Linked DNA regions of Zea mays: all the other regions are linked to region 3. A link is a contact called in public Hi-C data. All regions are on one chromosome and are shown on one strand. The core of a region is the stretch at or near the end of the contact, and the rest is flanking DNA. Distances in the headings are between cores, read along the strand shown.

Region 1 (4,042 bases), core at 1,144-3,643, 180 kb before region 3:
CCTATAAATAGGTGAACAGTACCCCCGTACTGTTCACGCTGACTTGGCATTTTGCTTTTGCGTCATCCTTGTATTTTCATCTCCTTCCAAGCCGAAGGTACATTTATAATTTGATATTGTTCCTATTTCTCTATGATGATATAATAAAGTTAAATGAATAATATTATATGATTGTTCATGCTATCTTTTATGTTTCATATGCTTCGTCTTTCATTAATATATACTGTGATGATGAAGGCTCGTCCTTCATGACCTTCGTCCGAAGATCGTTATATCCTAAGGGAAATAATGCTTCAAAGGACGAAGGACTTTATTGTTTAACATTCTCTGTGTTGCCTTGTTCTTAACTCATAGCATTTGAGAACAAGTCCCCAACAACACCTCTATTGGGATACCATCCGGGCCCATCGCCTTGCCCCCTTTCATCCTCTTTAAAGCTTCTTTGACCTCTGATTCTTGGATCCTGCGTACAAAACATCTATTTAAATCATCGAAGGAGTCATCCAATTGGATGTCCATAGTCTCATTCTCACCATTGAAAATATTGTCAAAATACCTCTGCCACCTCTGTTTGATGTCTTGTCCTTTCACCAAGAGTTGATCCATCTCATCCTTAATGCATTTAACTTGGTTGAGGTCCCTCGTCTTCCTTTCCTGGATCCTAGCTATCTTATAAACACCTTTCTCCCTTCCTTTGTACTTAGTCTTCAGTAAAGATCATCATAGGCTCGACCCTTTGCCTCACCCATAGCTCGCTTTGCAGTCCTCTTTACCACCTTATACCTCTCTATTTTAACTGCGCTCCTGTCATGGAACAAGCTCCTGTAACAAATTTTTTTCTCCTTTATTGCCTTTTGAACATCCTCGATCCACCACCAAGTATCCTCAGATTCACCGCTGCTCCCTTTGGTCACTCAAAACACCTCTGACGCCACCTTCTTAATAAAAGTTGCCATCTTCACCCACATGATGTTTGCATGTTCTTCTTCGGACCAAGCGCCCTCCACAAAAACTCTTTCCCTAAAAACTTCGGATGTCTCCCCTTTGAGTTTCCACCACTTCGTCCTCGCAATTTTGGCTTGTTTAACCCTATGGGTACTGATCCGAAAACAGAAGTCAGCCACCACAAGATTATGTTGGGGCTCAACACTCTCTCCAGGTATCACCTTACAATCCAAACAAGCTTGTTTATCTTCTCTCCTTGTGAGCACGAAGTCGATCTGGCTCGAACGATGGCCACTGCTAAAAGTCACCAAATGAGAATCTCTCTTTCTAAAGAAAGTGTTGGCTATCAATAGGTTGTAGGCTACAACAAAGTCCAAAATATCATCTCCTTCTTGATTCCTACTACCATACCCGAAGCCTGCATGAGCTAGCTCATAATCTACATTTGTTGAACCTACATGACCATTGAGATATCCTCCTATGAAAAGCTTCTCATTGGTGGGTACCGCTCTGACCATGTCATCTAAGTCTTTCCAGAACTTCATCTTCTCGCTCTCACTAAGACAAACCTGAGGGGCATAAGCATTTATAATGTTCAAGACTACATCCCAAAACTAGTTTGACTAGGATAATCATATCTCCCTGCCTTTTGACGTCCACCACTCCATCCTTGAGGGTATTATCAATCAGGATACCTACTCCTTTTTGTTTGCCACTGTTCCTGAGTACCATAGTTTGAAACCAGTGTTCTCCACCTCCTTCGCTTTTTGCCCTTACATTTTGTCTCCTGGACACATAGGATATTAACACGGCTCCTTCTCGCTGCATCGACTAACTCTCTTAGCTTACCTGTAAGGGATCCTACCTTCCAACTACCTACACGGATCCTAGTCGGCTCAACTAGCTTCCTTACCCCTCGCACCCGTTGAGACAGGAGCGAAGACCCTTGTACATTTGTCACAACACCCGGACGCCGATGTAGCGCGCCACTAGCCCACTAAGGAAGCGACGACCCGATCCTTGCTCACTTGACACCGCATCCAGATCACGATACGGTGTGCCACCAAGTGGGTGGTGTCTCGACCCTTACCCATTTAACATCATACCCGACTTTCGATATGGCACGTCGCTAAGAGGGTTACGCCCCAACTGTTTTCTTGACATTTTAGCGTAGGTGTCCCAGTTAATAATGGCACCAGAACGAAACCCTTATATTTGATGATAATTTGACGAAACCTATATATTTGATGACAATTTAACAAAATCCAATTATCGTAATGTCGTAATTCCAAAATTCTCCTTGTCAATAGCAAATGACAAAACGGTTGGATAGAGATCCGCCTCGTTGATCAGAGGCCGTCCATCGCGGAACCAACGGTGGATGCTCCTTCACGCGGTTTTGAACACTTCAGCCCGACGAATTGTTCGGTTCGTCGACGACAACCTCCATTTGTTCCACAATCCACATTCCCCACCCCCCACGGCCCCCGGGCCCACCCACCCTCTCCCTCTTCTTCCTCACTCCTCTCTCCCTCTCTCTCTCTCTCTCTCTCTCTCTCGTCCTGCGCCACACGCCGCGGCCGTCTCCGGGCAGGAAGGAAGGGGGCGGGAAGATGATGATGACGCGGGCACCGATGGGGCCGATGGAGGGCGCGGCGGTGGACGAGATGGTGCGCCGCCTCGTGGAGGGCGGCCGAGGCGGGCGCCAGGTGCAGCTGTCCGAGGCGGAGATCCGGCAGCTCTGCGTAGAGGGCAAGCGGGTGCTCCTCTCCCAGCCCAATCTCCTCCGAATCCACGCCCCAGTCAAGATCTGCGGTAATCGTCGCCTTTCTCTTATCTATCTATGTATCTACCTGGGCGATGCCGCCTGATTCCTTCGGTCCTTCCCCTTTTCGTTTGGGACGCCGCCTAATTCCATCCATCCCTCGGCTTTGCGGTCTCCCCGTTTTGGATGGGGAAAGGGTAATTTGGTCGTGCTACTTTTGGGCTTCCATGGCGAATTGCTCAGTCACGGTTGGATTTGGGCGACCCGGGAAAAAAAAAGTTGTTTGATAGGAGTAACCCGTCGGTGCCATGTTTTCCTGTCTGCATTCCTTACATGTTACGTTTGCAGCCTGAGAGGCATGGAAATGATTGATGGAAGTATGGATAAGTTGGCGGGAGTAATGATCGGGTACTAGAGATAATAGTTAGCTGCTAAAATTAGTTGAAGATATCCAAACAGTATAGCTTATAGTTCAGCTATTAGCTATTTTTAGCAAATTATCTAATAGCTCTAATGCAACTTTCTAGCCAATTCCATTAGCAACTTTTTTAGCCAACTAAGGCCATGTTTGGTTTCTTTAGTCTAGGGACTAAAGTTTAGTTAGGGGACTAAAGTTTAGTCCCTAACATGTTTGGTTCTAGGGGCTAAAAATAGTAAGAATATACTAAATGACTCATAAGAAGACTAAAATGACCTTTAACATTCTACTACTATAGTACAATTGAACTAAATGAGGGGTAAATGTGGAATTAATATGGTTTAGTCCCTTTTAGCACATATGTGAAGGACTAAAGACTAAATCATTTTAGTCCATATTTTAGTCCTAGTGTTTGGCAAAAAAGGGACTAAATGAGACTAAAAACTAGAGACTAATCTTTAGTCCCTCTAACCAAACACGCCCTAAGTGTTAGCTCTAATGCATTCAAATACCCCTTAGGTACAAGGGAATGCCCTCGAGTACACTTTTTAAGTTAGGTGTACTGACTTGTGCGATTGAGAATTTGTGTTGACATGAACATGTAGTCCTCTTTTCAAACCATGTATTTGATCTGTAAATTAGCAGGTGTTTGAATGCACTAAAACTAATAGTTAGTTAGCTAAAAATTATTAGTGAAATTAGCTAGCTAACAAATAACTACCTAAATATTAACTAATTTACTAAAAATAGAATAGTTGAACTATTAGCTAGGGGTGTTTGGATGTCTCAACTAATTTTAGTGGCTAACTATTAATTTTAGTGCATTCAAACACCCCCATTCTACTTCTACAGCCAAAATGGTCCCGCCTTATCAGTTGTGGTGTCCTGCAGGTGATATCCATGGCCAGTTTGTC
Region 2 (4,313 bases), core at 1,096-3,595, 130 kb before region 3:
AACCTATTCTTGAATTATAACCCTAACTAAGTGATAAGCACCATAGAAGGTCTACCTTAACCATCTTAGGTTAATCAAAGTAGAGGAAGTTACCAAAACCTATGAACCCCTACTTAAGATCGATAGGTGCATCAAAAACAAATGGATAAGAAAACCATTTGGATCACATTTTCATGATTTGGGCCATTAATAAAGGTTGTAGCTCATTAAATATCTAATAAAAGTTAGTAAGAGTGATACCCAAAAAGGGCTGGCAAAATCTCCAAATATGTCAAAACAAAGTGAGAAACAAAAGAAAAATTAGGATTTTTACCCAATTGAAATTCAGCCCCTCCAATAAACTCCTACACGTTCATATAGTTGTAGAGCTCAAAACCATGTGTCCCAATTGACAAAGTGGCGCAAAAATATCCAAGGCACGCCCTAGAAAATTTTGAACCCAAGACAAGATCATTTGACATGATTTGGCATAGGTTTTATATTGGAATCGACACTGCAAACAGTGCCAACTTGACACTCCAAGATCTTTTGATACTGGCCATATCTACACTCGGGACTCACACAAACCAGGAGGCCTTGGCACAGTGAAGAGACCATACACATGATTCTTGCCAAGATATGCACGCTAGGGCTGCCAAACGGGTGTCTGGACGAGGGCAGATGCAAATGGCCACGTGTTGGACCATGGCTGGCAAAGCCAGTGCGCAGCCAAACCCGTGCCCATAATGTTGTTCAACATTTGTTTTTTCAGGTCTATCTATTGTGCACAAATGTTGTATTTGCCTTCCTGCTGGATTTTATCCTGGGACGTGCTTGTACGTTTTTGGGACTAATATATTGTTGGGGGTCTTCTCCTTCCGAAGGTCCTAAAAAACACAACTAACTATTTGTTTCCAGCACAAGTTATTACAGGAATCTTCGTCTGAAAGATACAAGCTTCTTCCTTATGACGAAGGGACGCAAGATGAATATAGATCCAAAGAGGATAAAAGTAAATGCCGAAGCTATCACGAGATGAACAGCTTTGGCTCGCAATGAAGATGATCGAAAGAGGAAAAACTGCTTAGTCCTTAATAACATGTATTACGATCATGTGTAAATGATGAGGACATAAATGTACTTTTACTTGGGCTGCGTCCCGTGCCTATAAATAGATGAACAGTATCATCGTACTGTGCACGCTGGATTGAATTTACTATCTCGCATCCTCGCCTTCAAGCAAGCCGAATGTATCAATGTAATATTAACATTGTCGATATTCATATAGGTTTTATGGAATACAAGAATAAATGAATTATTAAAATACAGTTATCATATTCATCTCCTCGCATTCCTGTTCATGTATTGAATGATGAAGGTATATCCTTCTTGACCTTCGTCTGATAAGCATTATAGCCATCGGAGATAATGCTTCGGAAGACGAAAATCCGTAACAATTAACAATTGTGTTGATTTGTTCTTGATTCACAACATTTGAGAACAAGTGAACAACATATACCATCTCAATTGCATGTCATATAGTGCTCGGTGTATAGCAAGAATAAAGGCATAACAATTTCCCGGTTTGAGGAATCAAGGCAGTGGGTACCAAACTATAGGCTCTGCCTCCCTCTTCTCCAGTTCTCTTTGGGCCTGTTTGGTTCAGCTTTTTTCTGACCAGCTTTTCTGAAAATCTGGTTGTCGGAAGAATCTGGTTGTGGGGAGAATCTGAGTATCATTACGATTACGTGTGGAGAAAGATAAAGTTGTTCATAGGGCTCAGGATCTAGAAAGGGACGGATTCCTACTATTACAACGACTCAACCGATTATGTGTTTATGTTGATTTTGAATGGTTTTTGCCCCAACGAATTTTATAGAAGATGGCTAAAAAGCTGAGCGTTTGGCAGTCCGCAGCAGCTTTTGGTGGCCAGAAGCTGACAGAAGCCGAAACAAACAGACCCTTTGTATCCTTTAGAACAATATAATAGATTATTATGCCTTTTCTACAATACTTTTTTATCTTTTTTATAAAATTTATATCTTATAACAATTATTTTTAATGTTGATAAGGTTTTCTGTAAAAGTATAGAATGATAATTAGTCTTTCAATGTCTCAGTGTATCTTAATATAATCGTAGCCACGGGGTAGTACACGATGCGCTGCCCGTAGCCGCGTAACGGGCTCAGCCGCTCAGCTGCGGTGAGAAGCGCCAGCGAGAAGAGACCAGGGAACGGGGTGCTGAGGCCCATTGTCTATCGAAGGCCCAAATAGGACAAACCAAGGCCCAAGCTCTACTCAAGGATAGTAGAAAAAACAAAGCAAAGCCCATCGCGACAACGAGCAGAGAGGAAGCGAGAGGCGAGGAGAGAGAAAGTTCTCGAGCTAGACGAGCGCCGTGCGAGGAGAGAAGCGAGATGAGCGGTGAGGCGGCGGCCGTGGGCGGAGGCGAAGGAGAGGCGAATGGCATCCCGCCGAACGTCACCATCTATATCAACAACCTCAACGAGAAGATCAAGCTCGAAGGTCTCCTACTCCCCCGCTCCGCTCCTTCGCTAAACCCTAGGGATTTATGTCGATTTGTCTTTAGTTTTTGCGGCTCCGTCGGGGGATTTGCATCTTAGAATGTCGATGTGGGCGCCGTGCCCTAGTAGTTGGGCAATGGAAATCTCTGGCGTTTTTCCATGGGTTTGGGGTGGGCTGGTGTTAGTCCATGGAATGTACGCGTGAGTATATTGTGCCCGACTAGTCTGTGCATGTGATGGTCATAGAGTGCTTCAGGTAGCGGTTGCTGTTGCTGCCTTTGGGGTGCGGATTGTGTGGGTGTTTTTGTACTATCGAAATTGTGTTAGATATTAAGTGAGGTTGTTTGCTGCTGAAATTTTGGGCCTAGGCAGCTATATCATGCACTCTTGTTGTGGCAATATTCTTTTTTACATATACTTGCTGCAGCAATTGAAAACCTATTCGCACTCATGTTTGTGTTTATGTTCATTCGTAATTTTATCCTATTGTTATAGCTGATAGTAATTTGCTTAAATCTTTGCAGAACTTAAGAAGTCCCTAACAGCCGTTTTTTCCCAGTTTGGGAAAATTCTTGATGTGCTTGCTTTCAAGACTTTGAAGCATAAAGGTCAAGCTTGGGTTGTCTTCGAAGATGTCGCATCAGCTACTGAGGCTCTGAAGAGGATGCAGGGCTTTCCCTTCTATGACAAAACTATGGTGAGTTTTATAGCTCAATACAACTGAGCTGCAATATGTTGCTGTCTTTGGCTCAATGGGCTGGTTTATTGGGTTTTGTGATATACATGTTCAGAAAGAACATCTTTTGTTGTCCTTCCTTTCTGTCATTCTTTTATGGCTCAGGAAACCAGCAAAAGCTTATTGGCATTCGGAAGGTCACCTTTATGTTGTATTTACCCATGCAAATTTTAAGACCTCTAACTAATAAATTAGTTTGTTAGGGTTACATGCTGTAGGTACATTAACACTTATCTTGAGATGATTCTAAACTAAATCAAACTATGCCATGTTGTCAAGCATTCAACTCATTATGGTATGGAAGTGTATTTTTGTCTGTGTAGCTGCATTGCATTTAGGCTCCACGAAACTGTGTCACTGACTCACGTTATATTTTTTTATTGCTTTGCTCCTGAAACCTTTATTGTTTCAATCCAGAGAATTCAATATGCCAAGACCAAATCAGATATTATAGCAAAGGCTGATGGCACCTTTGTACCTCGAGAAAGAAGAAAGAGGACTGATGAAAAATGTAAGATGCTGGCTAAAACACCCTTCTTCTACATTTCTTGTTTAATAACTGATTTAACGATGTATCCTTATGTGCCAATGTTGTAGCTCTTCTAGACTAAATAGCTTGATGTTGACCACTTACTTTTACTTGGAGACATTATAATTTAGGTTAATTTAATCTATTGCATATTAACACTTCAATACTTCCATGTGTACTTTATAATAACTATTGGCATGTCTTTTGAAAGTGGACTAAATGCAAGTCACAAGAATTCTAATGTCCCTTCATGGTTTCTCTTTGTTGCTGGAGAAATGCTATGTCACATAGTGTTACAGTACTTGGAATTAATCAGTAAGTAGGGTATCAACATGTTCTTGTGGTCCACCCATTGAATATGAAGTTCTGTTCAGTATATAATGGTAACTAGCAACGTTCTCAAACTTCGTAACAGGAAACTATTTTGAATGCATATTTTTAAACCAATATCACAATTTTCCTACTGCTAGAAATACAATTTTGGAATATGGGTTGACTATTTTTCTTTGTGACAAATGCATTTTGTGTGGTACAACATACGCTT
Region 3 (4,278 bases), core at 1,676-4,175:
TTTTATGATGGTTTTGTATATCCCCTACGATACGTTGCAACTGCTCTCGTTGTTCGTCGATGTAAGCTTTAAGAGATTGAAGTTCGTTGGTGCTACTTACATTGGGGGTAATCGTAGTAGGTCGGAGCGAAGCCGGATCTGTCGCCCGTTGCCGAACGACTTTGTTGTTCCTGTCCACCTTGAAGTCGGCCAGGAACTTTGCCTTTGCTTCTTGGATCAGCTGCTCCTGGCGCTCCTCGAACAGGAGTTGTTCCTCAGCCGGCAAGGTTTCCCATGTCGGCGTGATGATATTGCTGGTGGAAACTTCAGAGATATCCTTTGAACCGTCCATTGAGGGCCGATTTGATAGGTCTATATGTGTTTTCCCCAGCGGAGTCGCCAAGAAGTATGTTGACACCTTTTTAGGGCGCCAATCACTCAACACGAACCAGCGGCGGTGCTCTCTGCGCAGGGGCGGACGGTCCGCGGCCTGGCGCAAGGCTAAGGTTTCCTGCCTGACGGCTGGATGGTCCGCGCCCTGGGGCCGGACGGTCCGCGCGTGCGCAGGGGTGGCGGAAGATCGCCGGCGGCGCCTGGATCTCGCTCCTAGGAGGGACCCCGTCGGGGAGGAGAGATCCTAGGAGTTGTCTAGGCTCGGGCAGGCCGACCTAGACTCCTCTAATCGACGTAGAGTCGAAGAGAAGCGGAGAATTTAGGGATTGAGAGGCTAAACTAGAACTAGACTAGAACTATTCCTAAGAATAAATATAAATTGTATTGATTGAAGGTTCGATTGATGATTATAAATCGGCCGTATACCTCTGTATTTATAGAGGAGGGGGGCTGGACACGTTACAAACAAACTCCCCGAGCTAATCCCGCGAATTTCGCTAACAAACACGGCAAGAAACTCGGAACCCTAATCTGTTCTGCGCGCGCGGACCGTCCGGCCCATAGACGCGGACTGTCCGGACCGCGGACCGTCCGGCCCTAGGACCGAACCGTCCGCTAGCTCTTTTTGGTGCCCAACAGTGATTAAAGTTAGCTATTCCTAAGGAATAAGGATAGCACCAACAAAAAATGATTAGTTGGGCTCATTGAATCACGTGAAATGTCCATCCTACTACAAATGAGAAGATGAGTCAATCCTCCATACTATCCCCACTTTAGTTTAACCGACCCACCCTACTGCACTCCTAACCATAGGAACATGAAGCGAAACATACCTTCCGAAGCATCTCTTCTGCATTTGGTTGATCCTCACGCTGCAGGCTGATGAAATAAGACTGGAGCTTCTTCGCAGCCTCCATGAAATCCCTCGCGTGCCTTTCAACATCAACCGTGCAACTCAGTAGAAACCGCGACACTTAAATATCCTGTTTGGTAGGACCGAATGTCAAAGTGCAATTTTACTTATCTAATAACCATTGTGCACAATTTAAGTCCGCATATAAAAAATGATACAAGATTCGTTCTCCTCAGTCTCAGGACCTAATCAACTAATCGCTATGCATTTGCCTGGGAACAAGAAAGATGCAAAATATCCCTCTAGAAAGAGGAAGGCCCCGTCATCCATCTCGGATTCTCGTAGGCAAAACAACGCACACCTGGCGCGCGACGGCGCCGTGGACCGAACGAGCACCACGAGGCTTGGCTAGTGCCGCAGCAGCGCAGAGCGAAGTAGAGAGGAAGAGAGGGAGGAAATGATGGGGGGTCGGCACTCCGTACTCTGGTGGGAGGACCGGAGGGAGCGGTCGACGGCCTGGAGCTCGCGCGCGGGCAGGCACGGCAGCAGGTCCGCGCGCCCGCCCTCCACGGGAGTCTGCTGCGCCGATGGCGGGGGCGGCGTCTGCGCTGGCGACTGCGTCGACGTAGGTTCAGCCATGCCGGAGAGGGTGAGTGTCCGACGGAGGTTTGGAAGGGCCTCCGATTGCTTTTGACAACCGTTGAATTTTTTTCTATGCAGTACTCCTTTTAATAGCTCTCAGCTTATTTATAGGTGGTATTATCCTTCTTACTCTAACGTCTTTTTAATTAGGAAAATTCCAAATTACTCTTAATGTTCGCATAAACCTCTAAACTAATTTTTAGAACACTTAAGAAGAATGGAGCGACTCCATCTTATTTTCTGGATGTTTGATTTTCAACAGAAAAAAGAGTGGAGCGGTTCCTAGAGTTTCCATATGAAAATTTAACATAAATAGTTAGAATATTCCCGCTCTATAAAAACGACCAGATGTGAGCGCTTTTCCGAATGCGAGCGCTCTGCTCCCTCTCATCCCCTCTATACTCATATGACTCTCTAACCAAACAAAGAACGAAGCGTCTTCACTCTATTCTACTTTTTAACCAAACAAAAAATGGAGGGACTTCACTCTACTTGCCAAATGCAGGATAAAACGATTGTATTCTCAAAAACTAGAATAGAATCGCTCCATTCTAGTTGACTCTCCAACCAAACACACCCTTACTCATCCACTCCTTTAAGTTGGTTCAATTTACTCCTTAACAAAATTTATTTTTTCTTCACGTAAAAAACAAGTTATTTGTTCAAATTTGTTGGTTAGTAGCTAATAGCATATTTTAGAGTAACTAAAAAAATATATTATGATTCTTTATAATCATTTTGATAGGTTAGAAATCTAATAAAATAATAACTTTAATGGTATAAAACTAAATATAAAATATTGATAAAAATTTCTAATATATTTTTCAAACATAAATTATGATATCCTTGAAATTCAACTTGTTATATTTATTGTGACATAACTAAACTTTAGTCAAAAGGAACCAAACAATATAATAGACCATAAAAGTCTATCTCCGTAGTCCATCAAGGCCCACGTATGACAGCCCAATAGCCCACTAATTCAAAACCCTAGCAGCACCACCCGTCTTCCTCTTCACCCACATTATAAAGATCCTCCACTTCGCACTTTCGCCGCCGCCTCTCTCCTTCCCGAGCAGGAGGCGGACAAGGTAAGCAGCAATCGCAGGAACCCTAGCGCCGCCGCACCCGCAGGAATGGTGAGCAGCCGTTCCATTCCTCGCAGCCCTTTCCAGATGGCTTCTGCGCTGTTTCCTGACGCGGATGTCGCGCTGTGTCATAGGGTATCGACCTCGTCGCCGGTGGGAGGAATAAGAAGACCAAGCGCACTGCGCCCAAGTCTGACGATGTCTACCTCAAGCTCCTCGTCAAGGTAAGCGGCGTCGTTATCTTCGATAGATCTGCCCGTGGTCGCGTGTTTGGTTCTGAAAATGCCGTGTGATCTGTAGTCCCATACTGTTATGCTAACAATTGCATCATTTTCGAGGATATTGCTTGTTGCGCCGGTGTAGTAATCCTGTAAGCTTCATCGGCCTGAAGCGACTTTGGAAGATAAAAAGAATTCATCTCTCTTTCATATAATAGATAGATGTGCAGTACCTTTGGGTTATCTGCTTGCCATGTATTAAAGGTGTCATGTCGTTCTACGTTTTTGTGTATCCCGCGATTTTGATTTGTGTTATGCTCGGGTGCAGCTCTACCGTTTCTTGGTCAGGAGGACCAAGAGCAATTTCAACGCTGTCATTCTCAAGAGGCTTTTCATGAGTAAAACCAACCGACCACCAATCTCCATGCGCCGCCTTGTCAAGTTTATGGAAGGAAAGGTATGCATCTGACAGCCACTCGAGAACAATCTGTTATTGCAAAATGAAATGTAACGTGCTTGTATTTTTTTTGTTCACGTGCTACTTTATTGTCAGATTAGTTGTGTATGTTAATAGTAGTGGATGAAAAATTGCTGACAAGCAAAATGGTTAGTCTAGCTGGTTTGCATTTGGCCATGGATATGGTGCTGAAATAGTGTCTTGTATGTTAACAGGAGAAGAACATTGCTGTCATTGTTGGCACAGTCACAGATGACAAAAGGATCCAGGAGGTTCCAGCAATGAAGGTTACTGCCCTGAGGTTCACGGAGACAGCAAGGGCCAGGATTGTCAATGCTGGTGGCGAGTGCCTCACATTTGACCAGCTTGCTCTTCGTGCTCCACTTGGCGAGAACACGGTATGCTTTGTTTTTTTTATGTTGAACGGTACAAGCTGTGTGAACATTAGTCTGCATTTTAAACTATTGTGTTTCTGAACAGAGTTAAGCCTTATGCTCCTAACAACAATTAAGTGTTGTGTAAGTTAACCATGCTATAGGCGCTGATTGTTTAGCGGGATACTTTTTAAGATTCCTTACAGAAGCAAGTATTTCAACTCTATTTTAATCTATTTCTACTGGTCATTTGGTCTTATTTTCTGGCTCCCAG

Evidence for each region. A called contact is a pair of places that touch in the nucleus more often than the background predicts.
Region 1: a Hi-C map of ear shows a contact between it and region 3, with 2.4 times the contacts expected there. The contact joins the promoter of LOC100284227 here to the promoter of LOC100194344 in region 3. A contact is called at or near these places in 3 of 25 Hi-C or Micro-C datasets (ear and leaf).
Region 2: a Hi-C map of leaf shows a contact between it and region 3, with 6 times the contacts expected there. The contact joins the promoter of LOC100277950 here to the promoter of LOC100194344 in region 3. A contact is called at or near these places in 4 of 25 Hi-C or Micro-C datasets (ear, leaf and tassel) and 1 of 3 datasets of contacts at active chromatin or transcription factors (seedling).

What each region holds. Positions count from the first base shown.
Region 1 is chr6:137,996,344-138,000,385 of Zm-B73-REFERENCE-NAM-5.0, forward strand. It overlaps LOC100284227 (serine/threonine-protein phosphatase PP1), which reads left to right and starts at 2,394. Exons shown (of 4, transcript NM_001157122.1): 1 at 2,394-2,760; 2 at 4,020-4,042. The coding sequence starts at 2,559.
Region 2 is chr6:138,045,500-138,049,812 of Zm-B73-REFERENCE-NAM-5.0, forward strand. LOC100277950 reads left to right here and starts at 2,346. Exons shown (of 5, transcript NM_001151388.1): 1 at 2,346-2,505; 2 at 3,029-3,201; 3 at 3,658-3,751. The coding sequence starts at 2,397.
Region 3 is chr6:138,172,993-138,177,270 of Zm-B73-REFERENCE-NAM-5.0, forward strand. It overlaps LOC100194344 (60S ribosomal protein L18-like), which reads left to right and starts at 2,926. Exons shown (of 5, transcript NM_001139380.1): 1 at 2,926-3,006; 2 at 3,090-3,179; 3 at 3,502-3,630; 4 at 3,846-4,028. The coding sequence starts at 3,004. LOC111589643 (small nucleolar RNA snoR53Y) reads left to right here and starts at 4,271; the gene lies at 4,271-4,278. It also overlaps the pseudogene LOC103630067.